6 separate regions of the Mus musculus genome follow, and regions 2, 3, 4, 5 and 6 are each linked to region 1. A link is a contact called in public Hi-C, HiChIP or PLAC-seq and promoter capture Hi-C data. All regions are on one chromosome and are shown on one strand. Each heading gives the region's core, a stretch centred on a gene start, on an enhancer-like site or on the middle of the called end of the contact. The rest is flanking DNA. Distances are from core to core; before and after follow the strand shown.

The links. Promoter capture Hi-C pulls out the DNA fragments that hold promoters and counts their contacts. A called contact is a pair of places that touch in the nucleus more often than the background predicts. HiChIP or PLAC-seq counts read pairs in DNA pulled down with a chosen protein or histone mark.
Region 2: a promoter capture Hi-C map of liver shows a contact between it and region 1, with 2.7 times the contacts expected there. The contact joins the promoter of Atp11b here to the promoter of Bbs7 in region 1. A contact is called at or near these places in 2 of 39 promoter capture datasets (both in liver), 1 of 484 Hi-C or Micro-C datasets (rod photoreceptor) and 1 of 115 datasets of contacts at active chromatin or transcription factors (astrocytes).
Region 3: a promoter capture Hi-C map of embryonic stem cells shows a contact between it and region 1, with 3 times the contacts expected there. The contact joins the promoter of Spata5 here to the promoter of Bbs7 in region 1. A contact is called at or near these places in 7 of 39 promoter capture datasets (cranial neural crest, embryonic stem cells, frontonasal cranial neural crest and 3 more), 4 of 484 Hi-C or Micro-C datasets (CD8 T cells, Sertoli cells, embryonic stem cells and 1 more) and 9 of 115 datasets of contacts at active chromatin or transcription factors (astrocytes, embryonic stem cells, epiblast stem cells and 4 more).
Region 4: a Hi-C map of muscle stem cells shows a contact between it and region 1, with 2.0 times the contacts expected there. The contact joins the promoter of Mccc1 here to the promoter of Bbs7 in region 1. A contact is called at or near these places in 1 of 39 promoter capture datasets (liver), 1 of 484 Hi-C or Micro-C datasets (muscle stem cells) and 1 of 9 other capture datasets (adipose tissue).
Region 5: an H3K4me3 HiChIP or PLAC-seq map of neural progenitor cells shows a contact between it and region 1, with 15 times the contacts expected there. The contact joins the enhancer-like site here to the promoter of Bbs7 in region 1. A contact is called at or near these places in 10 of 39 promoter capture datasets (the C10 cell line, the HPC-7 cell line, cranial neural crest and 6 more), 4 of 484 Hi-C or Micro-C datasets (the BV-2 cell line, the MNK3 cell line, forebrain neurons and 1 more) and 15 of 115 datasets of contacts at active chromatin or transcription factors (the NIH/3T3 cell line, SST interneurons, T-cell acute lymphoblastic leukemia and 9 more).
Region 6: a promoter capture Hi-C map of hippocampal neurons shows a contact between it and region 1, with 3 times the contacts expected there. The contact joins the promoter of Acad9 here to the promoter of Bbs7 in region 1. A contact is called at or near these places in 1 of 39 promoter capture datasets (hippocampal neurons) and 1 of 9 other capture datasets (pancreatic islet).

Annotation. Positions count from the first base shown.
Region 1 is chr3:36,611,377-36,616,447 of GRCm38.p6, reverse strand. It overlaps Bbs7 (Bardet-Biedl syndrome 7 (human)), which reads left to right and starts at 3,059. Exons shown (of 19, transcript NM_027810.3): 1 at 3,059-3,198; 2 at 4,371-4,436. The coding sequence starts at 3,163.
Region 2 is chr3:35,750,922-35,755,992 of GRCm38.p6, reverse strand. It overlaps Atp11b (ATPase, class VI, type 11B), which reads right to left and starts at 1,930. Exons shown (of 30, transcript NM_029570.4): 1 at 1,583-1,930. The coding sequence starts at 1,609.
Region 3 is chr3:37,417,256-37,422,326 of GRCm38.p6, reverse strand. Spata5 (spermatogenesis associated 5) reads right to left here and starts at 2,377. Exons shown (of 16, transcript NM_001163511.2): 1 at 1,827-2,377. The coding sequence starts at 1,986. Nudt6 (nudix (nucleoside diphosphate linked moiety X)-type motif 6) reads left to right here and starts at 2,731. Exons shown (of 5, transcript NM_001291044.1): 1 at 2,731-2,985. The coding sequence starts at 2,757.
Region 4 is chr3:35,997,740-36,002,810 of GRCm38.p6, reverse strand. Mccc1 (methylcrotonoyl-Coenzyme A carboxylase 1 (alpha)) reads left to right here and starts at 2,133. Exons shown (of 19, transcript NM_023644.4): 1 at 2,133-2,330. The coding sequence starts at 2,254. It overlaps Mccc1os (methylcrotonoyl-Coenzyme A carboxylase 1 (alpha), opposite strand), which reads right to left and starts at 2,898. Exons shown (of 3, transcript NR_029456.1): 1 at 2,100-2,898.
Region 5 is chr3:37,202,069-37,207,139 of GRCm38.p6, reverse strand. No RefSeq gene overlaps it. Among named protein-coding and RNA genes, the nearest start is that of Gm36168, 20 kb to the left of the region's middle. Within about 2 kb of position 3,004, at least 204 of the 459 cell types and tissues checked have an H3K27ac peak or open chromatin away from gene starts, as enhancers often do. A contact at or near this core is called in the HPC-7 cell line, the MNK3 cell line, embryonic forebrain and 3 more, where this site is marked.
Region 6 is chr3:36,062,965-36,068,035 of GRCm38.p6, reverse strand. It overlaps Acad9 (acyl-Coenzyme A dehydrogenase family, member 9), which reads right to left and starts at 2,057. Exons shown (of 18, transcript NM_172678.4): 1 at 1,766-2,057. The coding sequence starts at 1,927.

The DNA of each region.
Region 1 (5,071 bases), core at 1,810-4,309:
TCAGGGTCCCTTCAGCAAAATCTTGCTGGCATATGCAATAGTGTCTGGGTTTGGTGGCTGATTATGGGATGGATCCCCAGGTGGGGTAGTCTCTGGATGGTCCATCCTTTCGTCTTAGCGCTTTGGATTATTTCTAAGCTTTTTATTTTGTTCCTTCTGTCTATTTGTAGGAGGTAGGTCAGTATCAAGCTGGCTCTGTCACTTTATGGCTGTGGTGTATCTTGAGATCAGACACTATAATGCCGCTAGCTCTGTTCTTTTTGGTCTGTTCTTTTTGATATTTGGGGTTTTTTCTGTCTCCATAAACATTTAGGGTTTTTTTTCTAGTTCTTTGAAGAACGCTATTGATATTTTGATGAGATTGTACAGAGTCTATGTATCACTATAAGTTAACATGGACATCTTAACAGTATTAATTCTTCCAGTTCAATAATATGGGGTGGGGTTCCTTTTTCTTCCGTGTTTCTGTGAGTGAAAAATGAATTTTTTCATTAGTGTTTTATTTATTTTTTGAGACAGGATCTCACTCTATAGCTCTGGCTGTCCTGAAATTCACAGAAATCCACCTGCCTCCGTTTCCTTGGTGCAGGGATTAAAGGAGTGTGCCACCGCACCTGATAATTCCCATCCTTAATACAATGTATCCCTAAGCAAGCTTTAGTCATGTGACTCGCACCCAGCGATGCAGTGCTGGCAATCAAGCCTAGGGCTTTGTAAATGCAAGGCAAGCACCCTACCAACTGAGCCACATCTACAGAACCCCTAGGCTATTTATTTAGTAAATTAATTTGTCTCAGAAAGTTTGGTGCACAAAATGATGAGTTTTATATGTTAATTTTGTACACCTCAATTTTACAAACTTAATTTATTAGTTCTAACACTCTTAGCAAGGTCTTTAAGTCTTTCTATATATAGATCATATCATCTGCAAACAGAGACAATGTAACTTCTTTTTCAATTTGTATACTTTTATTTCTTTCTCTTCCTAATTACTCCACAGTCCAGTACTATACTAAGAGTGGCAAAAGGGGATGCTCTTAACTTTTTCCAGATCTTAGGAGAAATGCTTCCAGATTTCCCCCTTCACTTTGACATTCATTGGCTGTGGACTTTTATTATATAGACTTTATGATGACACATGGTTATTTATATATTTTATATGCATTGGTGTTTTGTATGCATGTTTGTCTGTGTGAGAGTGTCAGATCCCCTGGAACTGGAATTATAGACAGATGTAAGCTGCGATGTGGTTACCAGGAATTGAACCAAGATCCTCTGGAAGAGCAGCTAGTGTTCTTAACTATTGCTTCTCTCCAGCCCTGGCACACGTTCTTTATACAGTTAGATTTGCTCAAAGGTTTTTTTCACAAAAGCATGTTGAAATTTTATGTTTTGGGTTTTTTTTTTTTTGAGACAGGTTTTCTCCATGTTACCCAGGGCTTTTCATTAATGACCAACTTACCCAGACTTAGGGGTAGCTGGCCTCACAGGTGTGCTTGACAGCTCCTGGCTGGAATGATGTCTTCGTTGTGCTGTTGGAATCGTTGCTAGGTTGTTTGCTTGCTTGTTTTGAAATTTTTACTTCTTTGTTTCATCAGTGATCTTTGTTTAGACTTTTCATTGACTTTTTCCCTTCTTTCACCTTTTTTTCTTTCTATTTTTAAGTTTTAAAGAAAATAAGTCTATTTTTGCTCACAACTCTAGTTCATATCCGTTGGAAGGATTGCACCTGCTGATGCTCTTTTTGTTAGTAGCCTGAAGGTAGAACAAGACAAGTGGCAAGAGACTGTGTGTGAGATGTGCATGGGGGTGTGTGCATGGGTGTGTGTGTGTGTGTGTGTGTGTGTGTGTGTGTGTGTGTGTGTGTGTGTTTCTCTTGTGTCCTGTTTTGGTTTGGTATGAGGAAATGCTGGCCTACAAGAGTTTGAAAAAGCCCCATCCTTTCAATTTTAGGAAATAGTTTGGGAAGAATTGGTGCTTTTGTTTGAAGTCGCCTGTCCTGAACTTTCTTTTTAAGGTGACTTCTCATTACTTGCTATTGGTTTTTTTGTTTGTTTGTTTGGTTTGGTTTTGGTTTTGGTTTTTCGAGACAGGGTTTCTCTGTGTAGCCCTGACTGTCCTGGAACTCACTTTGTAGACCAGACTGGCCTCGAACTCAGAAATCCGCCTGCCTCTGCCTCCCGAGTTTACTCAGATTTTCTGTGTCGTTACTGTCTAGTTTCTCCGCTTATTCTATTGTTTCAAACTCATTTCTTAGGTATTATTATTATGTTTCGATTTGATTTGTTTGACTCAGAGTCTTGTACTGTGGCCCTGGGGGAGGGGAGTGTAGTTATAGAATGGGAGGAAGAGGATTGGCAAGATGGCTCAGCAGGTAATGGGCAGGTTGCCACCAAGCCCAACGATCCTCAGGGTGGAAAGAATGACTCCTGAAAGTTGTACTCAGACTTCGACATGACCTCCAAAACACACACACACACACACACACACACACACACACACACACACACACACACACACACTACATAAATACAGTTTATGGGGGGTTGTTGTTTTAGAATTTGCGTGCCAGGCTGGAAGGTGGCTCAGTGTTTTTAAGAGCACTTGCTGCTCTTGCACAGGACCCAAGATTAGGTTTCTTAACAAACACATGGGAGTCCCAAGGCCCTGGCCTCCTTAGAAGGCAACACGCATGTGATGCACATTAATACATCAGGCACTATTCATATACACACAAAACAAAAATAAATATTTGAGGGGAAAATTTGTATGACAAAGCCTAAAATGAAGAACCAGGAGTAGAACAAGGCACAAAATATTCGCTTCTCCAGAGTTTCATTCAGAGCTGAAGGAACATGCATGAGCGAAGCTCCAGCGAAGCTCCAAGCAGATCGCTGGCCCAGCGGCCCAGAGCTGGGAGGCAGAGAATGCGCCCCGGTTGCCTTGGAAACCGGCCAGCGTCTGAGGACCGTTCCCTCCGCCCCCCTTTCCTGGTGCAGCTCCCCGGGAGAGGGCGGGGCTTCACAGTGAGCTAAGATGGGTCACGTGTCGAGCCCGCGTTGCTGGGCGCCGCTGCCCTGACGCAGGCCGGCTCGTCAGTCTAGTGGTGGGCTCTCCGAGGGAAGGCTTCCACAGCGGGTCCCGCCTCTCCGTGCGGCCGCCATGGATCTGACGTTAAGCCGGGCAGACTACCTCCAGGTAAACCGATTGGCGGGCGCCCTCGTGGGTGGACGCGGGCCTGGGGAAGCCCCGGTCCCTCCAGGCCCGGGTCCTGGGGGTGTCCCAGCCGCTCCCAGTGGTCTCGACCGCCCTGTCACTCCCACTGGGCCTGACCACACCAGCCAGATTTCAATGAACCATCACAGCCCTAATGAACTGACTAAATCATCACAAAAATTTGCCACTAAGGTAGTTAGTGCAAATGAAGAATTAGGAGCCCAGAGAAGGTAAATACTTGGCCCCGTAGTAACAAATCATGCAGTTGCTGTTTGAATCAAAGCGCCGGACTCCAGAGCGGGCATCCCTGTGGTGCATGGCTTCTTATCCCTCCTACCCATCTCTTAAGAAGTTCTTCGTGGTATAAACATCCACTTAGTTCCCCAGGGCGTTGGGCCAGATAGTTCTCTTTAGTATTTTATGGAAGCTACACCCTGACAATATCTCTTGGATCTGTCCAATTAGTCACCATCTCTGTGATTCCCAGTTTGGGTTCTCATCTTTAGCTTGGATGGATAGGACCTACAATCTCCAAGTCCAACTTCCCCAAGCTATGGTTCAAAGCACTTGACAATGTTAAACTAAATGGATTGCTTAAAACTGTAGCAGCGTGCCTAAAAATTCAGAATAGTTATACATGCACCAAGCAGGTTTTCTCATGATTGGTTGTTTTTAAGTTCTGGTGACAGTCACCTTTGATGAACAAGTCATGCTGTTTTTCCTCGCTGTGCCTTTTGTAAATAGTCATGGTCAGTTTCACTGGAATCTTAGGATGTCAGCAGGTATGTTATTTCAGCGGAAGTCCCCTATTTCCCATCACTAATAGGAAGGGCTTCTGAAGATATTTTCTGAAGCTCCTTGCCAGTAATGTTACACGATTATATATATATTTTAAACGTTTTGGATTGTTTCCTGTATTCCGACCTTCTCTGACATATTTCATCAAAATGAAAGTTAACTGATAAGAATATACATTTCAGTGAGAAAAAAAAAAACCTAAAACTGAAAAAAACTAAAACTCCCATGATGTGGTCTGTTCTTCTTAAATTATCAATGTAAGAACTTCAAATTACAGCATGTCCGAAAGCATCCACTTTCGGATGTTCAAATTACAGCATGTAGAAAGCAACTAGCTGGCTGTTCTGTTTCCTTAGGTCGGAGTGACCTCTCAGAAAACTATGAAGTTGCTTCCTACCTCAAGACAAAGGGCTACACAAAAGGTGCTGTAGATGCTGCCTTCTCCGCCTTCTCCTGCCTCTCAAAGGGCAGGCTCACGTTGCCATCCTTACTGGTACCTTGGTGTGTAACAGGTGCTGACATTAAGATGGAAATGAACAAAGTTGGAATAGGAGCCAACGTTTACAGAAAGTAGTGTCCTCGGACATTGATATTACATACAAGTAGTAAGTTGTGTGAGGAAACTCGGTAAGGACCATACATCATGAGCTTCAGCTGCAGTTCAGTAGTAGGGACTTAGTTACCATGTTCAAGGCCCTGAGGTTAGTCCCTAGCACTGAAAAAACAAAACAAACACTCCATTTTTGGTAATAATTCACTCTGTGTACCATGGAAAACGAAGTGTAAAGTTCAACAGAACATTGATTTCTGTAAACTTTCTATTTTGTTGTTGTTTCTATTTTGTTTTTACTTATTTTATTTTTGAGACATGCTTTGATGTGGCTGAGGCTGGCCTCGAACTCTTGATCTTCCTACCTCAGCATCAGAAGTTCAGGGATTGTAGGCATGTGCAGTCATGCCTGGTTTAAATCTACCCTTACTGAGTTAGTGTTTTTAATGTTGAACTTTGTATTAGCTTGACATCTTATAGACAAAAACGAATTATTTTGTAGAGTAG
Region 2 (5,071 bases), core at 681-3,180, 860 kb after region 1:
TTTAGATGAGTACACTGTAGCTGTCTTCAGACACACCAGAAGAGTGCATCAGACCCCATTACAGATGGTCTGTGAGCTACCATGTGATTGCTGGGAATTGAACTCAGGACCTCTGGAAGAGTCAGTGCTCTTAACTCACTGAGCCATCTCTCCAGCCCTGGCACAAGTTCTTAAAGACTTGATTATCTTAAAAGTAAAACCAGTGACAGACAACTAAATATCAGAGATAGTATTTTTTTTTTTTAAAATGGAAAGCAACTTGTTCAACTTGTTAGTCAGGGCCATGAGACAGCTGACTTAAAAATGACCACACAGCTTCTGGTTTATCCCTTTCAGCCGTAAACATAAAGCCATTTCTCACAACATTACCAGATTTCTATCTGGAAGATAGGAATGATCACATAGAAAGATTTTATTCAAGCTAACAAAAAAGTACCTCACACTGAGAGACTGTCTTAACATACTGGGAAAGGCTTGAAAAAACAGCCTTAAAAACTATTTTCTCACCCAAAACATCAGATAAAAAGGTGTTAAATCTTTTGTTTACTTGACGCCTGAGAAGTCAAAAGCAGATCAGATTTGTAATAATTAACTTCCTTACTGTACTGGCTTGCCACAAGAAAGCAAGTGTGGATTAAATGACATCATTAGCTTGGATTCCCAATAAAGCTGGAATACTTCAATTTGCAACAGTTAGCTAAAAATAAAGACCTACCATTTGTATGAGGGAGTGGCAGGCGGTTCTAGTTTTATTTATAAGATTTCTTTATTTAAGAATGATGCTTACTGTAAAATAAACAGGAGACTGACTGAAATACATACTTTTTAGTTTTCACCTGAAAAACTGTTCTACCACAAGAAAAAAGAATGAAGATTTTGGTCTCAAAACAGGACATTTCTGTTTCTCTAAGATTTATCACTGCCTTGAAACCTCGTAGAAAAAAAATACTGCAATTGGTACAATTTCAAAATTAAACAGCATATAGATTAGCATTCCTAGAACTGAAGTGATGTCTGCCTTAACTGTCATTGTCGCCTTGGCGTTGTTATTTTCTGGGCTGCAAGTGCCAAGGGACATGAGAGATTTTCGTCTGTGAATGATTTCTGAGAAAGGTGACGCTTTTTAGACACTTAAGTCACTCTAGGGTTTTCTTTTTCTTTTTCCAGGTAATACAGTAATGTTCAAAAGTTAAACCACTGGCTCCTAACCCGTGCGTTCTAACCGCCTTGAGGGGTGGGTGACACACAAGAGATGCACAGAGAAGTTGCACCGGTCTGCGGTGAAGACCTTTCCGGCGCGCCTTCCTCCTAGGCCCAGGGCGAGCTTCCGCCGGGAGGCCGAGGAGGACCCAGACCTCCTCCGGAGCCCGCACGAGCCTAGTTCGGAGTCCGGGGGAGCCGCCTGACCCGCGCCCCGCGCCGCTACCTCCGCCACCTCGGGGCCCGCGCGGCTCGCGACCCTCAGCGGCCGCAAGCTGCAGTGCATCCCCGCGCTGTGCGGAGCCCGGGCCGAGAGAGAGCCGCGCGCCCCCGCCGCGGCCTAGCCCTCGCCGCCCCGCCGCGCCACCCAGCCCTCACTTACCAGCTGCTGCCGGACCCAGCGCCACATGCCCCCGCCGTCGCCGACGCCGTCGTGGCCCGCCGGACGCGGGACCGAGCGGCAGCAGGTGGAAGAGGACTCCGAGTGTGACCGGAGCAGGCGAGCCCCTCGGGCTTAAGTTCTGCTCTCTGCTGTCCCCGCTTTTCTACCCGAGTCGGGTCCCCATCCCGCCACCCCGGCCCGGAGGTCCTACAGGCGCGGCCTGGCTGCCAACCGCGCCCGGCGCAGCACTACTCCCCGCTGAGCCGCCGCCACCTTCATCTCTGACCGTTGTCACCCGAAGCACCGCCGCCCCCACGGCGCCGCCCCGCCCTCGCCCGCCATGGGCCCGCCCCCACGGCGCCGCCCCGCCCTCGCCCTCCATGGTCCCGCCCCCAAGCCCTGTGCCCCTCCCTCACCTGCTCTGGACCCGCCCGCTTCTTTACCTCTCGGAGGCCCACCCTTCCGTGTTTCCGCGCGGGTTTGCCCGCCCCTTTCCGGGGCGGTTTGTCGCGAAAACGTGAGCGCTGTCAGGCTCGCCGGCTCTGTGGGCCTTTTTCGAGTTTTTGTATCTTGGCCGGCTAGGCTGTAGCAACTCCTCGAAGAGGAGTTGGCTCTGCCCTGTCACAGATCTTCCCCCTCCCCCACCAACCCCCCCCCCCATCCACCCCAACATTCGGATCCACACCAGCAAATGTATGTGACCAAAAGGTCTGTGCCCAGACCATTAAATTATCAAAGACTTACATTTGGAGAGGGAGATGATTATGATCAAACTAAATTGTACAAAATTCTTATAGACTTGGTAAAAAAAATTTTTTTAATTGTCAAAGGCATTTAATTGCTTCACACATAACTCAGCGAGTAACCAAAGTGGACTAATATTGGGGAAAGTTTGAGATTTCTCTGTGAGAGTCCAGCCTGCACCTCAATTTCTGGAGCTATTGCTGAGTTCCTATCCTGATGAATTAAGCTGGAAAGGCTAAGGGGAGAGACTTTCCTCGGAAAGCTAATTGCTAAGCATGCAATGAAAACTACCTCCAAAGTAGCGTGACCTCTCTAACAAGGGTGTGGATAACTTTTAAGAAGGCCCATACAAGCAACTGGAACAAGTTTATACTGTCTAAAAGCAGCCACCTGTTCGTCTTCGTCGTACTCTCTTTTTCCTGAATTAAAACACGTCACCATCAGACATTTGTAATTTGAAAAGTAACATTCTGCAAAAACCTAAATCTAAGCTACGGTGATTAGACAAATCTGTCTTTTGGTTTCAGTAGTCATGTCTTAGTTAATCCAGCATTGCAATTAGAGTCTTTCAGTTATCTATGGCCTATAAAATCTGCAATGGAGCCCTTTAATCCCTTTTTAATCCCTGCACTCGGGAGACACAGGCAGGCAGATTTCTGAGTTCGAGACCGGCCTGGTCTACAAAGTGAGTTCCAGGACAGCCAGGGCTATACAGTGAAACCCTGTCTCGGGGGGGGGGGGGGGGGACCTGCAATAATTTTTTTTTAATATTATAAATTACCCAAATTTAGGACAGATATTTAAAAAGAAAAAGGAACCTTCGTTTTGCTCTTATGCCCGACCCTTACTCTGTGACACCAGCATAAAGTTACTGGAATGCTTTTAGAGAAAACAAAATGTTACTTCCGTTCTAAGGCAGTGTCCCAGAACCCACTGCGTCAAGCTCTACCCGATACTCTAATTGGGTCTCTGAAGTACGTATTATCCCGATTGTGCAGATGGAGAAGCTCAAGTTAAATAATTCGGCAAAACTGTGATTTGGATTATGGATAATCGGACAGTAGAACCTGTGTTCTTAAGCTATATTCCTAAACAAACTTACTTCTCACATCTCGTTTCTCAGTGACTTGGTTACAAAGTAGGCCTGGAAATGTTTTATTTATATGCCACCAAAATTTGTCAAGAAAACCTGTAAAACAGCAACCTAGAGGATGCATTACATATCATTGAACTGGCTTCCAAATTTCTAAAGGTGGAAGTGGACAGGGGGTGGGGAATTAGGAAGGAGTTGATTCGAGGTGTTATGAGGCAATGTGGCAAAAAGCAGCTCAAATATGTGAAGACCATATGAAAGTCCAAACTGTCAGGAACAAAAATAGCAACAGGGCAGTGTTTTGCTCCAAACATTTTCTACCAGAACCATAGCATGGCCGAGCATTTTTATACTATAGTTGTAATTCTTTAGTGGTGGTAAAATCTTCTCCATGTATAATAATCAGGGTTTTTTTTTTAATTAAATTTATTTCTTGGAGGTAGGAGTATGTGCCATGTGGGTGTATAGAGGTCAGAGGGATCAATTCTCTGAAATCTTGATTTCAGTTGTATGTGTATGCTATTGGGAACAAACAAAAGAAACTTGCCCTAAGTACTGACATTTTGTTTTTAACCTCCATTTAACCATAGGGGGAAACTAAGTTCAAGGTCCCAGGCCCTAGGGGAGCTGGGGACTTCCCAATAGCTGAATGCCTTCTGTTGTAAAGAGACACTTGTCTGGGTCCAGCCATCTCAAGGACAACTTTCCCAACTTGCTGGCAGGGTTAAACTAAGTTCACGTTCCCAGGCCCAGGAACCAATTCCTGTCCTGATTGATGGGAAAATGTAACAATTACTTGTCACAGAAGTTGTGGTTTTCGAGCTTAAATGATCTGAGATATTCTGGCTCTTTGTTGCAGTTGGATTTAAGTGGACCCCATGAAAACACCTTCACATAATATAAAAGGAATTACACCCTGTTGCTTGTGATTGGGAAGGCTTAGGGAGAGAGAAGAGAAAACTCATGATTTAAGAAGGCAGGTACCAGGTATAAAAAAAAAAAAAAAGTTTGGAGGTAGTAGCAGTTCATTTATTCCACAACTATTTCTTCAGCATCAAATGATTGTGTGAAGACTGCCTAAAATTAGGAAAGGGCACAAAACCCACTTTAGAGTGGCCTCCTCTGTCCTGGCTGCAGCTTATAATCTAGTTGGAAAGAGCAGTCACAGAGGGGAGGTGAGCCAGCCAAGTAACCGTTAAATCCTAAAGTATTCTACTGATGATCATTGGTAATTTCAGAAACTTGACGTGAACAACAGTAGTTGGGGAAAGCGCCAGGAGAAAGGCTATCAAAGTCATTTCTCTTTATCTCTGATTCTAGGCAAATCCTTTAGCACTGGACCACATCTGAATTCAAACTGAGTTTGAAATGAGAGGTTAAAGAAGGGGTAGACTTTGCAACCGGATGAGCTAGCTGCAGGGGCAAATGTTTGGGTGAAGAAAGCTTTGGATGTGTAAGATGGTGTAACTAATTCAGGGAAAGAAGAAGTGGGGCTGCATGGGTAAAGTGAAACCCGGGAGGCCGAGTTTCTGACTAATTACAAGTGTTTGCTTATTTTTTTCTTTAAATGGACATTGCACATGGGGGGACCCATGACTCCAGCTGCATATGTAGCAGAGTCGGTCATCAGTGGGAGGAGAGGCCCTTGGTCC
Region 3 (5,071 bases), core at 1,128-3,627, 810 kb before region 1:
GACTATCTGGATGACATCAGCAACGGAACAGACACTGAGGAGAGAATGGGTGGCATTATGCCTGACTCCTAGGTTTCTGAATTTTGTAAGGATTAAAGCTTGCATTACTGGAAGAAGACAACAGCTTAGGAAGTTGATTAAGTGACTGAAATTAAGGGAAGAGGTAATGGACAATGCTATTCAAAATATAACGTACAAACTACTTGTTACTAGTTCATAGTAAGGTTAAGTACGAAAAAAATCACTTAGAAACTTTTACTGCAAGCAGACAAAAGTTTGTGTCTGTGAACCCAATAAATTTCATTATTCTGCTTTTTAAACTTTTTCTAATTACACTATCTTATTAAAGTGTCAATCTGTGACCTACTGAACATTTTTAACTTTGCTACATAAAATGTTTGAGAAATCATGACATAAAGCACAACTTAAGACTCAAAAATAGTATGCTGTACAAAAATAAAATCAAAATTGATGAGAATATAAATGGGAAACTTAGTTTTGGATATTCTTGCCTTAAAGAATATTTAGAGAAGAAAGAGGGTATCAGACTTAAACTTGAGAAACTTCAGTATTTCAGAATCAGATGGAATAGAGAAAATAACTGCCAATGCACATGGAGAAAAACTAGGAAAGTGTAACGGTAAATAAAATAAGTAGGAAGATGTTTTGAGGAAGAAAAGATTAACACTGGCAAAGGCTACAGAGTCAAAAGGCGAGTAATGAAAACCAGCCACTGGATTTGACAACACGGAGACTATCTGTGACCATTACAAAGCAGTGCCCAAGAGACCATGGCATGGAAATTGTGGTATGTGACTGACAAGCATGCAGAGAACACTCCATTTAGTGAGTAGACAATTAAAAGGTACAGAGAGAGGGGGGTGGCGGGAAGACACTGTGAAACCTTTCCAGTGGTGTAAGGCAGTAGAGAATTGACATGTGTAAATGACAGTGGGAAGGAACTACTTGAAAAGCTGTTGAATCTGCAGAACAGAACAAGCTGTATCCTGATTGCTAAGGCAGATTAAACACTGTGCTAATGCTAAGACAGTCTTGACAATCTTTCTGGACACACAAAAAAAACTATGTCCCTCGTCAGTCTGCTCCACTTTTCAGAACCACTACACATCATACAAGCTAAAAGGTTTACCAAGTAGCTCATTTTTCAGACGTGAAGTCTGTCCATTCACCAAGCCAACAAAACTCATCTCAGACAAACAGCTCCGGAATCAAAGAGACCTGTACTCCAACACGGACTCTGCCAGCCACTGGTGCCTGGGTACCTGATATGCGACTCCGTTAGCCTTTTCTGATCTGTGAGATGGGGACCTGACCTTTCCGTACTCATTTTGACCACAGTTTCTGTGAAAAACCAGAGGAGCGGCACACGTGACGGGATAACTTAGGACTAACACCAGGGTGCGACTAGTCAACAGCAGTAACTAAACGCTGCCGTTGTCCCTACAGCCAGAGCGCTGTTAGGCAGTACGCGTTCATCGTCACAAGTTAGCGTTTGAGCGCAGGCTAGGCTCACTAGGTAAGAACCGTTTTTGCCGGGCTGACTGGACAGTGAGTCTCCAAGGAGCCAAGGCCACCTCGAGGGTTGCTAGTCAAGGTCCCGTGGCGTACGCCATCGCCAGTGCTCCCGAAGTACGTATGAAAGAGGAAAAAGTAAAAAGGCAATCCTCAACTTTTTGCAAAGAGGGCCGGGCGGGCGCCTCGGGCCGGGCCGCCTGGCGGTCCGCGGGCTCCCGCGTCACGCCCACCTCCACACGCCGCGCTCCCCTCAGGCGCCTCAGCCCCGCGGCTGCCCGCGCTTTCCTCACCTTTCTCAAGGAAGTTGGTCACCACCAGCATCCCCGGCGCCGCCGGGCTCGGCTGGGCGAAAGGAGTCGAGGTCCCTGAGCGGGACGGAGCCGCAGAGAGCGAGGGCGAGGCGCCCTCCGCGCCCTCCTTCTGCCGCTTTCGGTTCTTCTTGGAAGACATGACCGCAGGCTGTCGGAGAAAAGCAGCCCCGAGCCGGCTCAACGTGCGCGGCACGGGGATCAAACTTCCGGGTCAGAGGTCAGCGGCGCGGCGCGCACGCCGTAATGCTCCGCGTAGAAGCGCCACCCACGAGGCGGAGGCGGAGAGCGAGGGTCTCGCAAGACACCGTTTCGGAAAGAAAGAAGGGCTAGGCGTAGGCACCGCCGTTGACGTTATGAACCCTTGAAAAGTGGACTTCGGCTGTTCCGCTGCTTTGCCTAGTCCCGAAGCGAATGTGGTTGGGCTTAAAGTAACAACAACAAAATCCGAAAGTTTCTCCTCTCTGTTCCAGACCCGTCGAGGACAGTCAGCTCCACTAAGCTCTACCAAATGGCAAGTCCAGCTCAAGCTTAGCGGGTGGAGACACGTTTCGAGAGTTTACGGTCGGCCCTCCTCCCAGCGAAAAGGGGCGGAGCGAGCTCCGGAAGAGGCCTGAGAGTGTTCGCCGCGAGATGGGGCGGGGCGATCGCCGGAAAGAGGTGAGGTTGCACGGGGTCACGAGAGTGGGGCGGGAAGGGGCGGGGCGTGCTCCCTGGAGGAGACAAGGCTACGTCAGGCGATGTGGGCGGGGCGGGAAGGGGCGGGGCGTGCGCCCAGGATGAGACCAGGCTACGTCTGGCGTGGTAGACCGGGCAGGGCTGGAAGGGGCGGGGCGTGCGACAGGGAAGAGATGCTACGTCAGGCGATGTGGGCGGGGCGGGAAGGGGAGAACGGAAAGGCTAGGTGCAGCCATGTGGTGGGTGAGGAGGACCCGCTACTGGTTCTCCACATTGCTTTACGCGGGCGGAGCCAGGCTCCGGCCGGGGCGGCGCACAGCCTCGGGCGGCCTGGAGACCCCGGGCTCCTGCGGGGCCGAGCTACAAGGCGAGCTGGACAGATTTGGGGGCGTCTCGGTGCACTTGTCGCGGCACCATACGTTGCACGGGCTGGATGCCGCCGCCTTCCGGAGGCTCTTGCAGGGCAAGTGCGGGTCTCGGGCCCCGGAAACCAGGGCGGAGCGTGTGGGCTCTGAGGTGAAAGCTGAAAGGACACCCAGCGGTCCTCTCGCTGTGACCTGGAAGTGCCCTCAGCCACGTCCCGGCCCGAACCCTGAATGCTTGCCCCTGAGACTGACACGGGATTCGCAGCGCCTAGCACGGTGTCGGCCACGCCTTTAACTCTTAGTAAACACTGACAGCCTCACTGTGTGCTACCTTGCAACCTTAGTTTTGCTGCTACTTGGATTCTGCCACATGCTTTGCCAAGCAAAACGGTTTCCTAACCGGGATGGGTGCCAGTGCTTGCATCTACCCACAGAGCTTTGCAGTTTTCAGTAGGAACACATCACTGGTACATCACTGGCTTTGAACGGTGAACCCAGTTATCTGAAAGGATGCTTGTGTGAAGGAGTCCCCCTCACTTTGGGATAAGTGTCTGATTTGTTAGAACAGCCTGTTTTTCAAACTGAAGGCATAGCATGGAAATTTAGCATGGAATGGAAAAGATCCTTTCACATAACCAGGAAACCACAAATGATCTTTATTCTGTGAGCAACAAACACGGCAAGTTAGCGACTCTAATGCTGTTTAATCTTCAAACAAGGCTATTTAACATCATCTCTCCTGCTTATAAGTGCTTAGACTTCAACACTTTCACCAGTAGGAGAATCGAATCAGTTCATCCTCTGATATGTGCACGTATATGGATGGGCACAGGCATTTGCCATACTTAGATAGTTTTTCCCAGTGGGAGATGATAATCTAAGCACCACTCCAGAAGTGTATTGGATCTTGAAACAAGTCCAAGGTTCGAGTTCAAGATTGTGTTACGAACTTTTCCAGGTATTCATTAATCAAATGACCACTAAAAAGACTTCTAATGCTAGCCAGCTCTGAATACTGGATAAGTGTGATCAAAGACACGCTGAATGAGACCCCTTTAATAAAACATTTCACTGTCATTATCAAGTATTAGACATTGTTTTAAGAATCTAACAACTAGGAATGTATCTCATCTCCATAACCTGGAAGTACATGCTCTGCCCAGTTGAAGGATGATGGTGCCAAGGCCCAGAGACAACGGGTACCTCCCTCTGGCTCTGGTCTTTGCTTTCTTCACACTGTTCTTGAGCTTCCAATAGTTCTGTTGTGATGGAATTAAACCAAACTAGTTGGCAGTTCCTGTAAACAGGAGCTTATCTGAGGAGAAAGCCTGATTCGATGTCTCTTTAAGGAGATTAGATGTTGTCTGTAATGAGTTAGTAAAGGCTGTTAAAGCATATTGCATATGAAGGTCACTATTTACCACTGCTTTTACATAACTCAGATAGTAGGATTATAGTATACTTAGCCCTACATAGAATACTTCCTTGGCAGAGGGATTTTGAGATAGGTAAATGTTATAGATAGCTCAAGCTGACTACAAACTCATGACCCACCCCTGCCTCGCTTCCAGGATTACAGAGGTAATTACCTTGCCTGGAATCACATAGAGTTTGCCCTGGCAGTGAAATACCCCTGCTTCTAGAATTGCAAATCCATGACATCTTAACTAGCATTAGAAAACTAGTTAGTAGATGCTGTCTAGTATTAGAACATGGTATGTTCTAATAAATCACACAGACATCATATGGCCTTAAGCTCACATAATAGTAGCGCATGAGCAGTAGTTAGGAAAAACTGTTGAAGAGGTTGAGCTTCTAGGAGCTCATACAAGCTATGAACACAGGGAAAGGAGGGAAAGCCACATTACTAGAGGGAAAAAAAGGAAAATTGCTTTTAATAATGTAAACAAATGTGTAGAGTAGAAGTTGGCTGATTAGCTTGTAGGATGCATAAGGGATGCTACTGCTATTGAGGAATCCACTTTCATTGAAGGAATTTTAATGATAGACTACTTAATATATAATGTATTATAAAAGGTACAATATAAGATATAGACATGTTAATGCAAATATCACAAAAAATATTCCTCTCTTCAGGCTAGTAATACGTCAGGATAGTTCTGACTTTTTTTTTTTAATTTCTATTCTTATAAACCAAGAATAACATCAGAACTTTTCCATAGG
Region 4 (5,071 bases), core at 884-3,383, 610 kb after region 1:
CAGTGGCTTCTCAATAGTAAGCCAACCTTACATTTCTACAATAAAATTTACCTTGCTATATATCACTCTATGTTTTAGTTAATGTTTATATGGGATTTTTCCATCAATACACACAATGGGGGTTGACTATCAATGTGTGTGTGAAGTACATGTTCTTTTTATTGATTTTGGCATCCATGTTATCTTCATAGAAAGAACTGTAAAATTTTCCATCATTTTGTGCTCTAGAAAAAAAGTAATAGCACTGCAATGAACCATTGTTTATTACATATGGAAATTCTTTTAGCTAGAGAAGGTGAGCTTTTTCATCAGTTGGGGTGGAGGTAAAGAGGGATTCAAAACAGGGGGAAGGATTATTTAGATCTTGTCTCTTTTCCAGCATCTATTTTAGTAAACAGTATTTTCTTGTAAAATCCATTTCATTTCTGGTTTGTCAAAGTTGTACAAAATCAGCTTCTTGTTAATTTATTGTTTTCTCTATATTTGATTTCCCTACTTTTAAAAGTGAGTTCCAGGACAGCCAGGGACATATATATATATATATATATATATATATATATATATATATATACACACACACACACATATATATATATATATATACACACACACACATATATACACACACACACACACACACACACACACACACACACACATATATATATATAATCAAGACCAGTGTGGTGGTGCACACATTCAGTCCTAGCCCTTGGGAGGCAGAGGCAGGCTCTCAAACTCTGTGAGTTAGAAGTCAGCCTGGTCTACATAGTGAGTTCCAGGACAGTCAGGGCTACATAGAGAGACCGTGTCTCAAAAAGAAAAAAAAAAAAAGTCATGTGAGATTTTTTTCCTCTTTATTTCTTGCTTATTTGGAGGCCATGTTCACTTTTTTGCTGTTTTAAATATATATCTTACATTCATTTTAAGTACAAGATGAAAACAATTTCTCCCCACGCCCAGAAAACAGTGTGTGGTTTTTTTTTTTTTTTTTTTTTTTTAATATGGAACTCTTCACACCTGAAACAGCGTAAAAGTAAACAACTAAATGAAAACCTGAGGAAATATTAACCTCTATAACTAGAGTTCTTATAACTCTGTAGGAAAAAAAGATATCCAGCCACACAAACAAAGCCAGTGGCAAGTACTCCCAGGGACGTTTTGAAACTATGTGATGACTCTACCGATAAAAGTCTAAACTTACTCAATATAAGATATCCTTCCTGAAGGAAGGAATTCATTTCTGGTGAACTCCAGAGGGATGGGTTCTCTTTTGCTGGCCAATGGGCCAGATAAGTAGGAACCTTCTCGAAAATACACAAGCAAGCCAATTTGTATCCAGACTTTCTAAAAGTTCGAATCTTTCAAGAAAACATCTTAGATTTTAAAGACAGGTGCAGGACTACTAGCCCAGACTGGTCTCGAACTTGGTCTGCAGGTTAGGATGGGCTTGAACTCCTGATGTTCCTGCTTCCACTTGTGTCCCCTTATTTCTAATTATTTTCTTAGTTCCTGGATTTATTTGTCCTTTGGTGTTAGTTTTCTGATTTCACTAATTTATTCCTCTTTACATTTGTTTTCCTTCTGCATTTATGTTTGTTTTTCATATCTTATTTATTTTGGTTTTTGAGGGACAGCCTCAACGTATTGCTCAGGCTGGCCTGGGACTCACTGTCTAGTCAATCCTGTCACTTACTACAATCCTTCTGCTTCAGCTTCTGGGATTGCAAATATGCGCCACTACGTCCCATTTAGTTTTTGCACTTATAACCCTTCGATTGGCTGTTTCACTTACTGTGTTTTTCTCCCCCATATGAGCTCTGCCTCAGCTGTATCAAATACCTACACATAGCTTTTACTGTGTCTTTGTTTCCTGCCACGCAGTTTCCACTGCCCCTTTTTCCTGATGTTTAGTGAGAAAGCTTGCATTTTGCTTGAGTGGTGGTTTGAGGGGCTGTGCATTTTCCTCTCATGCTCTGTGCTAAAAAAAAAAAAAAAGAAAAAAAAAAAAACCTGGCCCCGCCCCTCCAGATGGAGCCCAGCCCCTCACAGTTCACTCCCCACCCCCCAGGCACATGGTCCAATCAGCCAATCGGTACCTTGAAACACCCAGTTTTGTGATTGGCTCTTGCGGAGACGCCTACTTGCTCTTCGGAGCTACGGTGGCGGATCGGGGACAAGAAGCTTGCGCAGGGAGGGACGCTTTCAAGAATAAGCCAAGCAGCTTTTGGAATCCAGCAGAACAGCGCGGAGATGGCGGCGGCGGCGTTGTTGGCTGCGGTGGACAGGAACCAGTTGCGACGGGTCCCGATCCTGCTGCTGCAGCCGAGGTGACTCAGGGGTACTGCCGGTCCGTGCGCGGCCCGGATGCGAGGCGCTGGGTCACGTGAGAGCAGCCCTTTAAGTGCCTGTGTGTAGTTTTGGTAGGCGCTGTCCCACTTCAGTCTTTGGCTCTTCCTACAGACTCTGCCACCTTGGCTGGTTTCTGATCTGGGCACCCCGCACGGTGCTGCAACCGAAGATGGCATACGTAGCTAGAGGCTTGCACCAGGACCCCTTTCCCAAAGTCGCTTTCAGCTTAGCTCCCTCATTTTGAGTGCAGTTCAGAGAAGGATTTCTAGAGACCTTTCCCATTGCTGGGAAGAGTCAAATTAATGAGGGGTGAGTTTTGTCGAACGCTCTTGTTCACAAGTTTGAACAAAGCTGGCAGATGACTACCCCGGATCCTTTTGGAAACGAAGCTCCACGCTTTGACAACAGTGAAAACCCCAAGTCATGTAGATAGATTACTTCACCATAATCATCACCTCCTCGCATTCTGAAAAACGTACTGGCCCAAGGGCAAGAACTGCCTGCAGAAGGTTGGGTTCCCAGCTTACCTGTGACCTTGGTCGAGTTACCTAATATCCGTGCTTCAGTTTCTTCTGCTTGGAGGTGATGATACTTGTATCTAGCAGAGGTAATATAAAGACGATACTAACCCCCTCGTATGTCCAAATCAACACGTGGATAAAAATTTAAACACATCATGGTCCATTCAACAAACAGTGGTCGATGCCCTGGATTTTCGGTGAATACTAAAATGTAGGTCTTCACCCTATATTTTAAATAAGAAAGATGGTGAAAGTTGTATTAGTGCTGTTTTTCTTCCTGTGAATTTCCTTAGGTTCCCAAGAATACCACAGAGTCATTCTCCTCTCAAGGCTTAGTTATAGCTGTCATCCTGCTAATAGTTTTTAAAATTAAAACTCTTACCAGCATGAGAATTTTACCTTTTCTTTTTTCTTTCTTTTTACCAGCCATGATTCCTCTAATACCTCAGAGAAAAGAATTTGATTAGTCAGACTCTACCCATGAGAATAGCGGCTGTCTTAATTGGTGAATTATCTCCTGGCAGGCAATTTACTCGTCATGTTTAAATGTTTTGAGATGTAGCAAAAAGAGCTTTGAAAAATGGGATAGAGAAATCAGAACATTGTCAAGATAAAGGATTGCACTTAAGGAGTGTGTCTGACTGCCTGACTCAGTCTTCACTAGCTGAGAGGAAAAAAAAAAAAAAAAACATTTTAGGCTATCAGTGGTCCCAGGTTGGATACATGACAAAGCTGTGATTTCTTAGGCAGGACTGGAAAAGCCTTAAACCCTAACTTACCTGGAGAGGTCAGAGGGGAAAACAATGCTCCAAGCTGAAAAATTCCTTTAAAAGACCAGGAAAGTTAAGTTTTCCTCCTTGAAGAGCAAGAATGTGGGGTGGGCTGAATTGGAAAGATTTGTAAGAGCACCAGTCTCTGAAGAAGCCATCAAGCAGAGCTCTCCCGCCAAAGATGGATGTTTTCCCAGTTGGCTCCAGAGTGACAGCATCTGAGAAAGTGTGCCTCCCAGGATGCTAAGCCTCCGGTGTTCCTCACATGACCCTTGGGAGATACTAGTCCTGCTGGTTGCATAGTTGCATGTAAAGGGTATATGCATATTGTTGCAGTCATATAATATCTAATGTAGCCTGTGATCTTTATGCTTCATGAAGGAACTAAGCTCATAAGTCTCTATATAACCGTGGTCTTGTTTGGGAAAATTGTATACTTTAAAACCGGGCAGTATCTTCAAGATTGCCTCGTATGGAATGGGAGCTGTAGGTTAAGCACTTGGCTAGCATGTTTGTGGTCCTCTAAAACTCAAATTCATCTATTTGTAAAGCTTATTCCTTGCTGTATAAGTTTTCTCATTGGGAGGGTATTAATGAAAAAGAGATCGAGTAACCCCAATGTCAAGCGACCTGACAATGGGTAAGTGTATGTTGAAGAGTAACCAGAATAACTAGCCATAGCCTACTTTTTTTTTTCTTTTTCTTTTTCTTTTTTTTTTTTTTTTTTTTTTTTGTCTTTTGAAGCAGGATTTCTCTGTATAGCCCTGGCTGTCATAGAACTCACTCTGTAGACCAGGCTGGCCTCGAACTCAGAAATCTGCTTGCCTCTGCCTCCAGAGTGCTGGGATTAAAGGCGTGCGCCCCCACTGCCTGGCTTAAAGATTTATCTATTTTTGTTTATATTAGTACACTACAGCTGTCTTCGGACACACACTAAAAGCGTCCATCAGATCCCATTACAGATGGTTGTGAGCCACCATGTGGTTTGAATTGAACTCAGGACCTCTGGAAGAGCAGTCAGTGCTCTTAACCGCTGAGCCATCTCTCTAGCCCTGCCAACATTTCTTATTTCTATTATCTCTGTTCAACGTCCTTCCTTTGATTTCTCTGGCTTAATGTCAATACTGCCTTACCCAAGGGGTGCATTCAATTATATTTTCAAACTGTTGTTTGATTTAATAAAATAGAACAGAAAATGTCAAAATATGGTCTATTATCTTCCATGACAATGCTAATTGTGTGTGCCAGGCAGTTTTTACTATTACAGTCCAACAAGAATTTTTTTGTTTTGTTTTTAAAACCAAGGTAGATGTTTTTAAAGCACCTTAGCTTTTTAATTGTCTCTTTGGCCAAATGCCAGCTTCAGATATTAAACAGGGTAGGCGATTCATTCAAAAACATGAACACAAAGGGAAACTGGCTAGGACT
Region 5 (5,071 bases), core at 1,755-4,254, 590 kb before region 1:
TAGATGCTTTTCTTTCATTCTTATGGGTCTACCCCACTACATGATTTTTGGCCAACAGAATGGGATCTCAGTCTTATCTCTGGCTTGGGAGGAATTGGGGCTTTCTAGTAAAGAATAGAGACAAACCATTGTCCCTCCCCCTGAAGAGTGAACCCAAATGGGCCTGTCAATCACCCGGACAGTGAAATATGTTTCATAAATGCTTGAGAGTAGTATAAAGCCTTCATACGCACACCTGTTCACTGTCGACTACCACATTATGCATTTTTTCCTTCACAGTGGTCTCTCTGGCCACTGGCCACTCTTGTCCCTTGTCTCTTTGTGATAATCTCTACTTGTCATCTGTTCTGTACCCCACTTCATGTCTCATATGAATTCATTCAACAGAGAAAGCAAGGCCATGGAGCTGAAAGGAACCCCCTGTGAGATCTCATAGCAATACAATCTGTAACACTCACTCCGATCAGCCTTTGATTTTCATGTCCACCCCGCATACACTCGCATTTTTTCCCTCTCCATTTTAATGTAAGGTTCCCAGTAGCTTCTGATGCCAAGGGTTCCCAGTTGTGGAACTCACCCTGACAGAAGTGCTGAACACCACAGTGTAAGAGCCTGGGGTGGTAAGGCAGCCTGGGGTGGCAGAGAGGTTGAGTGTGGGGGTGGGGGTGGCAGGGAGGTAGAGTGTGGGGGTGGGGACCCCAAGAGTCATGTAAGCCTCTATGCAATAGACATCAGTCATTCACATGAACCTGTGGGGAAGAACAAAAATTGCTTTATTTTTTATTTCTGTGAGTCTATTCATTAGAAGGTATGCAGTTATGCAGGAACACCTTCTTGAGATAAAAAAGAGACATTACTATGTTGAGTGCACAGATTTTAAAATGATGTAAGCTTTTGGGATTGTTAAGCTGCAAGATTTTTTTGTTTGTTTTGATATGGCATTGGCTTCATTTCCCACAAGGAGCAGAAGGAGATGGACTTCCCAACCGCAAGATGATGTGCACTTTGAGTTTTGCTTTTGTTCATGAAATCCATCTCGGCCCTTTACTGTCTGTTATTCTGTCCTTTGGACAGTCTTTCTGATCTTCATATTTCTGCCATCTTCTCCATTTCTCTGCAGTCAGACCCACCCATGTGTTCTGGGAAAGACTTGGCTCAAGAACAGATGAGCTTCCAGCTGTATTCCTTAGGAAACACAATAGTGGCAGTGACGTTTGGGGCTGTCAAGTAGATTTCTATGTTTCATGTGAACAAGAAGAGCTACATATAAACTACAGGTGACCTTAGCACTAAATACAACATCTGCTTCAGGCTAGTGACTGGGCAGTTGTTACAGCCTCACTGCCACTGCACCAGGTGAGACAGACACCACCCAACTTCCCTCCTACTGAGGCTTTAGACCTATACATCAAAGTTTCCAAACCTTGTCCTCTAAGAACCAAGTCGGTCATGTGATCCAGAGTGTTCTGGGTACCACCCAAGCCTTGATTCAGGGGCCTACCTGCCTTCCCCTCCCTGGGCCTCATGGCAGTTGGAGGCCAGCCAGCAGGTGACAGTGGCAATCTATGAAGCATCTCTAGTGGCTCGGAGGCCCCTTGCAATAAGAGAGAACTTGCCCAAATGTGATTTCGCTGTTGTAAATTCTGCCCCAATTATAGCCTGACTTCCTCCCTCTCAGGAAGCATTTCATAAGCATCGAGGCATTCTGTCTGATAAAGTCGTTCTTTGCCCACATGAAAGGACTCTGCTCTCTGTGGAGAAATCTCAAGCCTGCTGAAGAGCAGTTGTCTGGGGCGACGACCACAGCTTGTGTGTTTGGTTGGGCTACGGGTCCAAGAGCTGCCTTTCTTCCTAACTCTGTCACTTCATAAATCACAACAGGACTCTTGGGTTTCCAGAGCAAAATGTGGGGTAGAGAGCCCTGGGGTTCTGCTGGGGACCCCAGAAACCACAGGCTGCTTACAGAGCAAAGCCCCAGTGTATCTGAGCACCCAGCGCTCCTTGGACCTCATCTCAGAACAGGAAAGTGTTGACTGAAAATGTGTCTGGGGAAGGGTCGATCCTGCTCACTGACACAATCTGGTCCGTACCAGGTATCTATCACCGCCTTCAAACAAGGATATATTTGTAGTATCTGATTTATTTTCAGGGTTGTAGTTTTAGTAAAATTTTATTAAGAAGTAATACGGCATCCAAAAGCTAGTTTGCACTCAATAGTTACCTTCCTAGTTCTGATGTCTTTCTAGATTTTGAAGAATATTAATGCATTTGCACAAAACATTATTTTTCACTCCTGAAACTGGATCACTGACACGTTGCAGTATTTGTGCCCTCCAGGAGAGGTCTCCCCTGACAGTGACAGGCACTTGCTCCCAGGGAGAACCCAGTACACATGAGATGCTTTCCAACTTTGTATTTATGAGTCCAGTTACTTCGATAAACTGTGCTTGGAATACTATGCCCAAATCAGACGTTCTCCTCTTGCTCTCAGTGACGCGAATAACACAATCCCCTGTGTTTGTAGATTTCTCTTAGCAGAGGAGGAAACTTGAAAGAAGTGTCCCAAAGTCCCCTCCCAGCTTCTACTCCTTCAGAAATATTTCTGGTCTTCTTTTGTTCTTTCAAATGTCCCTTTGGACGAGATGTTCACTGAAGCGTTATGTGCCTCACTGGAGACTGATGTACATCGCTAACAACGACAGAACCTCCTTTGGGAGCGTCCAGGACGACTGGGCAAGGTAAACCGTTCCAGGAAGGCGCTCCTTTCCTGCGGGCTCCTGAGGTCTGTGCCATGTATCTTTGGTTACGCTGCTCAGATCTGATGAGGAGAGAAAGGGTCAGGGTGGGGCAGCAGCAGCTGCCGCCTCTCACAGGGCCACAAAGCAAAGAACAGGAAGCTCTGGCAGGGCAGGGTTCCCCACAAGCTCCTTGAAGGCTGGCAGCTCCTCTTTGGAGCCCGACTTCCCTTCATCGCTGTCTCCTTTACTTCCTCTTTCTACCAAAACACTAACGACATTTTACCACAAGGGGGCAGTGCAGGGGAAGAAACCAATCATCTGACTTGGTGCGTCCTTAGGGAAATTATTCTGTCAGGAGCTTGATCTTTTCTGTCCTCCTTCCTCCCTCCTTACAGATAATTCTATATTCAAGCCAGAGTTTCCATGAAGAAGTCGTCAGTCCCACAGCTTACCTAACAGGGTCCTGCGACATGCGTTCTGAAATAGGCTTGCATTTGATTAAGATTGATTGATTTGATTTGCCTCTTTTGGATACAAGACATAAAGCAATTATGATTATGAGGTATTTTTTAGAATTATCTGTTTCAGGCACTATTGTAAGGATATGCAGAGTAAGGAGGCCTCTGAATGTAAAATCCATTCTCTGTATACATATATATCATTTGACCAAGTCCCCCAGTTAGTGGGAGTTAGACCCCCTAAGTTGGCACAGCTGGGTGTTTCCTGAGGACTTTAGCTATAGGATATGGAGGTGACATTATGATCTCTAAGTGGCTGGCTTATGACAGGGGCTAGACTTTCGCACTGGTTGTAAATGTCTTATTGTTCCAATTGTGCTGGCAAAGAGAATACGTTATGACCACAGCTCAGCCATAAAAGCAAACTGTCACTATTACTTAGACCTTAAGGAGCACTACGGGGGCTCCCTGGGAATTTATAGAAAATGGATAAAATCAGGTTTGCAAGGCTATTTTTAGATAAGAAGGCGCCAGGAGCAACTAAGGATCTGGCCTTTGTTCTACCGAAAGAAGCCTGGATAGACTGACCAAGGACCTCACCAGGGAGGAATCCCCAGAAAAGCAACAGGAAATATTTGAAAGACACAGCAGGGTTGCTTGGATGCCCTAGTAGAGCAGGGTTTCCCTAGTATCTAATCCGCCATCAAAGATTCACTAAAACTGAAAGGAAAGGAAGTGCTTAGAATAGCAGAGGAGTCAGGGAAGGCCAGGTCTGCACAGTTTGCAGAAGGGAGGGAGCGTGCTTCAGCAGGCACTGAGGTTAGTCCTACGCTTATGTGCAGGACCATCCATAAGAGTACATCTCAGCCTGAGGAAAGGACAACACTGAGTACAGAGCTCAATCATCGCCCCCCCCTAGCATTCTGTGAGGAAGTGGATTTTGAGTGTAGCTGGTGTGATTGACAGCCACCGGGCCGTGTCTGGGTCTGGATCCTTTACTATATCACCGGCTCTGGGGATAGGGTGTGCACCCAGAACAAAGTAAAGAAAAGCAGGATTTAGCTCTGCCTCTGAGTGTTGAGTATAATTTGTATTTTTCCTCCCTGCTCATATGGCTCTTGCTCTGGGGCTGTGTCCTGGGTCCCTTCAGCCCAGCTCTACTGTGAGTTCCCAAGGGAGCCTGATATCAGTAGAATGAAGCCATTAGGCAGATAGATTGAGTTTTGCCACCAAAAACTTGGGAATAAGGAGATCCATATATAGTTTAATGGCAGGTTAGTTAGCATTGTATCTAAACTCCATCCCCACAGTTACCTGGCAACAGCCAGTTAGGCCTGACCTACTATAGAAGGGGCTGCTTGCCCCCCTCCTCCCTCTCTTACTCTTGCTTACTGCTTGCTTCTCTCTTGCCATCTTGGGCTCTTCCCTTCCCCCTCTCTCCACATGCCCATGGCCATGGCCAGCTTCTACTTCTTTACTCTCTCCCTCTCTCTGCCTTTCTCTGCCTCTACTACCCTCTTAACTCCCCTTCCCATGCCCTGAATAAACTCTATTCTATACTATACTATTGTGTGGCTGGTCCCTCATGGGGAAGGGATGCCTCAGTATGGGCCCACTGAGACATCCCACCTCAGTCACCACAAGAGATCCACGCTTGCTAGCCCAGAACTGGTAAGCCCCCATCCCTTCCCATCTGCATGGTCCCAGGGGAGAGTTCCTGAGCTCGGAGCTACCCCTGTGTTGTCCTTGAGGATGGAAGACATTCAGTTTTTCCCTGACCCTCGTTTTAGGACTTTTTCCCTTGGGTGAGATTTCCCTCTCCTTGTAGACAGTTTCTCGAAGCTGAGAAATTCCTGGGTTTGGATGAACTGGCTC
Region 6 (5,071 bases), core at 808-3,307, 550 kb after region 1:
TCCTACTGCAGAAGCCAATTATATAAGCCAGGGGCTGTAACTAAGTCTGCCAGTGCCACACAAGCCTCACCCATTCATCCTCCCACTTGCCCCTGGGACAGACTCGGGTCCAAGTAAGTGTATATGTCAGCCACTGGCATGGATAACTCGGCTACTCTCTACCCTCAGACGCTTAAGTACCACTGCCATTGTCCTAGTCAAGGCCCAGAAATGCTCCGAGAGCTGGTGTTTGCTCAATCCAGGAAGTAGCAGTGAAGTTAGAAGTGGTCAGATATGAATGTAACTTGAAGATAAACAAAGATTTACTTACTATAGGATTCAATGAGAACAAGACGAATCAAAGGTGTCACTGGAGAATGTATTGAAAAAGTTGAATCACAGAGTAGCCATTATCTATTGTAAACGGGCTGTTGGGAGAAGCAGAACTGGGTGGGATCCAGGAGAGGTTATCATATATGCTTATTAAAGATGCTTATTAGACATCTAAGAGGAGATATAGAGCAGAAAGGTAGACTAAGTCTGGAGTTAGGGGAAGAACTCAAGTTGAAAAAATAAATCTGAGTCGTAAGAATAGAGTTGTCATTTAAAGCTAGGGCACTGAATTAGGTCATCAAGGGGCTGACCATAATAAAAAGAGAGGCCCACAGGCTTAAACTTTAGAAAAATTCAGCATTGCTAGGTGTGGCATACAATTTCAATCTAGCTCTCATGAAGGAAGGCAGAGGCAGAAAGTCTCAGTGAGACTGTCTCAAAAGCAAGCAATCAATACACCTGCCACCTCCACATTAAAAAGAAGAAGAACAAAACAACACAAACAACAACGACACTGCCTCTGACTTCAACTGGGCTACCAGAGACACTGGCCAAGGTCTACAGGTTGAGAAACCAAGGAACTAACAAAAGAGATACAAAGAAAAGAATTTTTTTTTCAGAAACCTGAGGCCTAACATGCATTCAGAACAAACATTAAGTACATATCTGCATTAGTTACTAATGGTGGGTGGGGTAGGAATGGGAATGAGAAGTGAGCAATGTGGAGAAAACCACTGGCCACTGGGCCAAAGCCTGAGGGCACAGGTCCAAGATGCAGAATTATCCTTGAATAGTGAGAAAGCTGAGTTCTAATCACCAGGCCAGCCTTTGCTAGGGGTATACAGCTCACAACAGTATAGAAAGTAGATACCATCTGGAGGAGAGCTGACCACTGGGACTCTCACTAAATACAGAAATGGAAAACTGGCAGCAAAGCTCACGGGTGATGAAGGGTAGATTTAAAGACTGAAGGGGATACATGATGGCTGCGCTCTTCCTCCTGCCTTGGAAAAGCACAAGAATCCAAGTCCCTCGGCACCCTCTGCGCCAGAATGTGGGCAAAAGGGTCCCCACACTTCAAAGTTCTAGCTTTGAACGTTGCACCAGGGCAGCCACTCAGCCCAAGTGTTGACTTCTACTTTAATAAAGTCAGACAATACGAGACAAACTTCCAAGACAAGAAATAGCTGGATGGGCAACTCTGAGGACCGAGGCAAGAGGACCACGTATTCAAGGCATGCCTAGCTACAGAGCGAGTCCAAAGACAGCCTGGGCTACTACTGAATGAGACCCTGCCCCAAAACAAAAACCACTGTGACACGACTTAAGCCACATCGCCGAGCCCAGCCTCTCGGATGTTTGGCTTCTACGGGCTCGGATAACGTTCCATGCAACTCTGGCCAGAATGAAAGGTGGGAGCAGAGGACACGGGCAGTCCGGCCTCGCCTCCTACCTGCTCGATGTTGCCCAGGAAGAGCTCCTTGGCGAACGAGCAGCTCTGCAGGCTGGTGTGCAGCGGGCGGCGCCTCGCCGTGAATTCCCTCAGCACCCGGGAAGCTCGCGCCGCAGCCGCCGCCGCAGTCGCCCCACGCGAGAGCAGCACACAGCCAGACATGCTGCTCCTGACTTCAGACTTCAAGTCGCTGGAAGCCCCGCCGCTCCTCCCAATGACGCCAATCACCCGCGTCCGGGCATCCAAAGTCTCACCCTGCACCGCTGCAACCGGAAGCTAGCTCGCACTTCCTGATGACGCAAGGGCTGCGCCGCCTTGAGCGAGGCTATTGGACAGGTCGTTCCAGAATATGTTTAATAAATGTCTCCTACGCCAAGCATTGCTGTATGTAATGTCTGAGTATGTAATTTAGAAATTGTAGTTTTTTAAAATTCATCCGAACAGGCTAGGAAGTAAGTGTGTGTGTGTGTGTGTGTGTGTGTGTGTGTGTGTGTGTGTGTGTGTGTTCTTTCTTGTTATACTTTTGCCAGTAAGAAAACGAAAATACTCAAAAGTCAAGCTGCAAAACTACCACCCAGGCTCCCAAACACAGCTCTTGTGCCTGTGTGCTATTCTCAGCACATCCTCTAAAGAGCAGATTAGATTTCATCAAATAAACCTAGAAGTACAACTTTTGTTATTCTCATCTCACTTAATGTAGGACTTAGAATATTGCTAAATGGGTATAACAAAATGACAAGGGACCTATTTTACTAACCCACTTCTGCCTAATTCTCTTAAATATGTGAGTGGCGTGGTATCATTTTGTATGGGAGACTGCATGAAGCACTAAGAGCATGCTGTTTCCTCCTTTCTTGAATCTACCACTCCCTGTGTTGTGCACCCCCCTAGTCTGGCCCCTATTGGCCACAGTCTTCAGACACTTGCTTTCTTCACCACTCCCAGGGCAAGGCATTTCCCTTGGCTCGGTGACCTACCCTATGAAACTATAAACACCATGTTTGTTTGTTTGTTTCTTTTTATGATTTATTTATTTTATGTATGTGAGTATACCATTGCTGTCTACAGACACACCAGAAGAGGGCAATGAATCCCATTACAGATGGTTGTGAGCCACCATGTGGTTGCTGAGAATTGAACTCAAGGCCTCTGGAAGAGCAGTCAATGCTCTTAACCGCTGAGCCATCTTTCCAGCCCTTGTTTGTTTTTTTTAAAATGAATCTTATGTTGAGGAAGTAAGCCAAGGCAGGGCCTGGTCCAACTGGTCCAGCTCTCACATCAGGGTTTATTCATATGTCTGTTGTCTTTATTTCTAGGCAGGTTGTCCTGAGGGAACCAGTGTGGCATCAACTGTTACAAGATGACTCCTTCAGAAAATACATGCAGTTTTAACACCAATAGAAAGCATTTATGCCCCACTGGGGACTGCATAAGGAACTTCCCAAACTATGTAGCCCAGAGCCTCACTATTCTTTTCCTTTTATGCACAAAAAGCAAGTAAGAACAGTTAGCGAGAAGTGAAACTACAGAAGCCAAAAAGCAAGGTTAATATGTTTAGGGACTTTCCCAGGTCCTGGCACTATAAACTAGGTCTTTGATGAATTAGGTCTTTGTTCCTATTTTGGCAGGTTAGGGTTTTGGCAGATTGTTGTTGCCTATGTACTGAGTTCTAAGGTCAAAATGGTGTCTCTAAGATGGCATCAGTTGAGTCAGTGTCTCACAGGCTATTGAGGCCACCTTTTAGTCATGGGAGCCAAGGAACTACTTGCCCTAACTTAGTCTGAATCTTAGTAGACTGCCTCTTAAAAAATATCTATCTATCTATCTATCTATCTATCTATCTATCTATCTATCTATCTGTGTAAGAGAAAGAGTATACTAGGCACATGTGTGGAGGTCAGAAGATAGCTTCTCAAGTATTGGACCCGGATCTCCAGGCTTTGTGGCAAGCGACTTCACTCACTAAGCCGTCTTGCTAGCCCACAGACTGCCTCTTGAAAGGTTAGCGTCAGTACTGTAGCCTCTGTTCCATCGATCTGAGATCTCCAGGTGACCCAGGAGTCCCGTTCACACGAATGTGTCCTGCCAGTGTTGCTTTCTTTCTTAAGAGTCACCTTGATCACAATGTCTCTTCACAGCAATAGAACATGGAATAAATCACCTAATGTAGTGGGAACTAACTAAAATACATGAAAGTGATTTTAATGATGTCTCCAAAAATGGGGAGGTAACTCTCCATCTCTCGTTACCAAACAGAGCTTCCAGTAGCAAGCCTGGGTTATACCCAATTGAGTTGTTGGCCAAAGAGCTTCCATGGAAATGCTCCAAACACCCCAGGCTGTTGCCAATACAATAGTTTGCTCTCTGCAAACTGACAAAAAGAGTCCATTGCTGAAGACAACACCCACACTTGGGGAGGTCTAGTGGATGCCAATATAGAACCTTCACCCCTATGTTCTAAAGTCTTGAGTATGGAAAGTTACTCTGCAGGCTACCAAAAGAGAAACACATACAACAACATAGCCACAAAACCTTTGATCTACAGTGTTATCTTCCTTGCAAAATATGCTAAGCCAATGGTCGCACAAACTAGTAGGAGTAGCAAACCAATGTCTGATTTGAACAAGGCCCACTCTATGAGGTAGAACCCATACCCAACACTGCTTGGTTGCCCAAGAATCAGAGACTAGATAGCCTAGAGACCTATGGTAAAATCAAATACCACAGATCTTAAAACACAGTACTAATAAAATGACTCCTACTGATATTCTGCCAAGCTCATAGATCAGTGCCTTATTCAGCCATCATCAGAAAAACTTCCTCCTGCAGTATATGGGAATAAACACAGGGATGCACAGCCAGATATTATGCAGAGAAAGACCTTGGAACACTCAGCTCTAAATGTGATTTCTCTATTAGCCCCTCCCCCCTTCAGAGCTCAGGAGAATCTGCAGAAGAGGAAACATAAAGCGTGTAAGAGCCAGAGAGGATAGAAGATACAAAAAGAACTATGCCCTGTAAAGTCATTGATAAATGGGACCTCATGAAACTGGAATGTTTCTATAAGTCAAAGCTTCTATAAGCTTCTATAAGGAAAGCTTCTTATGGTCAATAAGACAAATCAGGAACCTAAAGATTGGGAAAAAAAATCTTCACTAACTCCACATCTGATAAAGGGCTAATGTCCAAAATATATAAATAACTCAAGAAGTTAATCACAAAAAAACCCAAACAATCCAATCAAAAAATGGGGTATAGAAGCCTCTTCTTTTTAATGAAAGACAGAAATGGGGTGGATTCAAATGG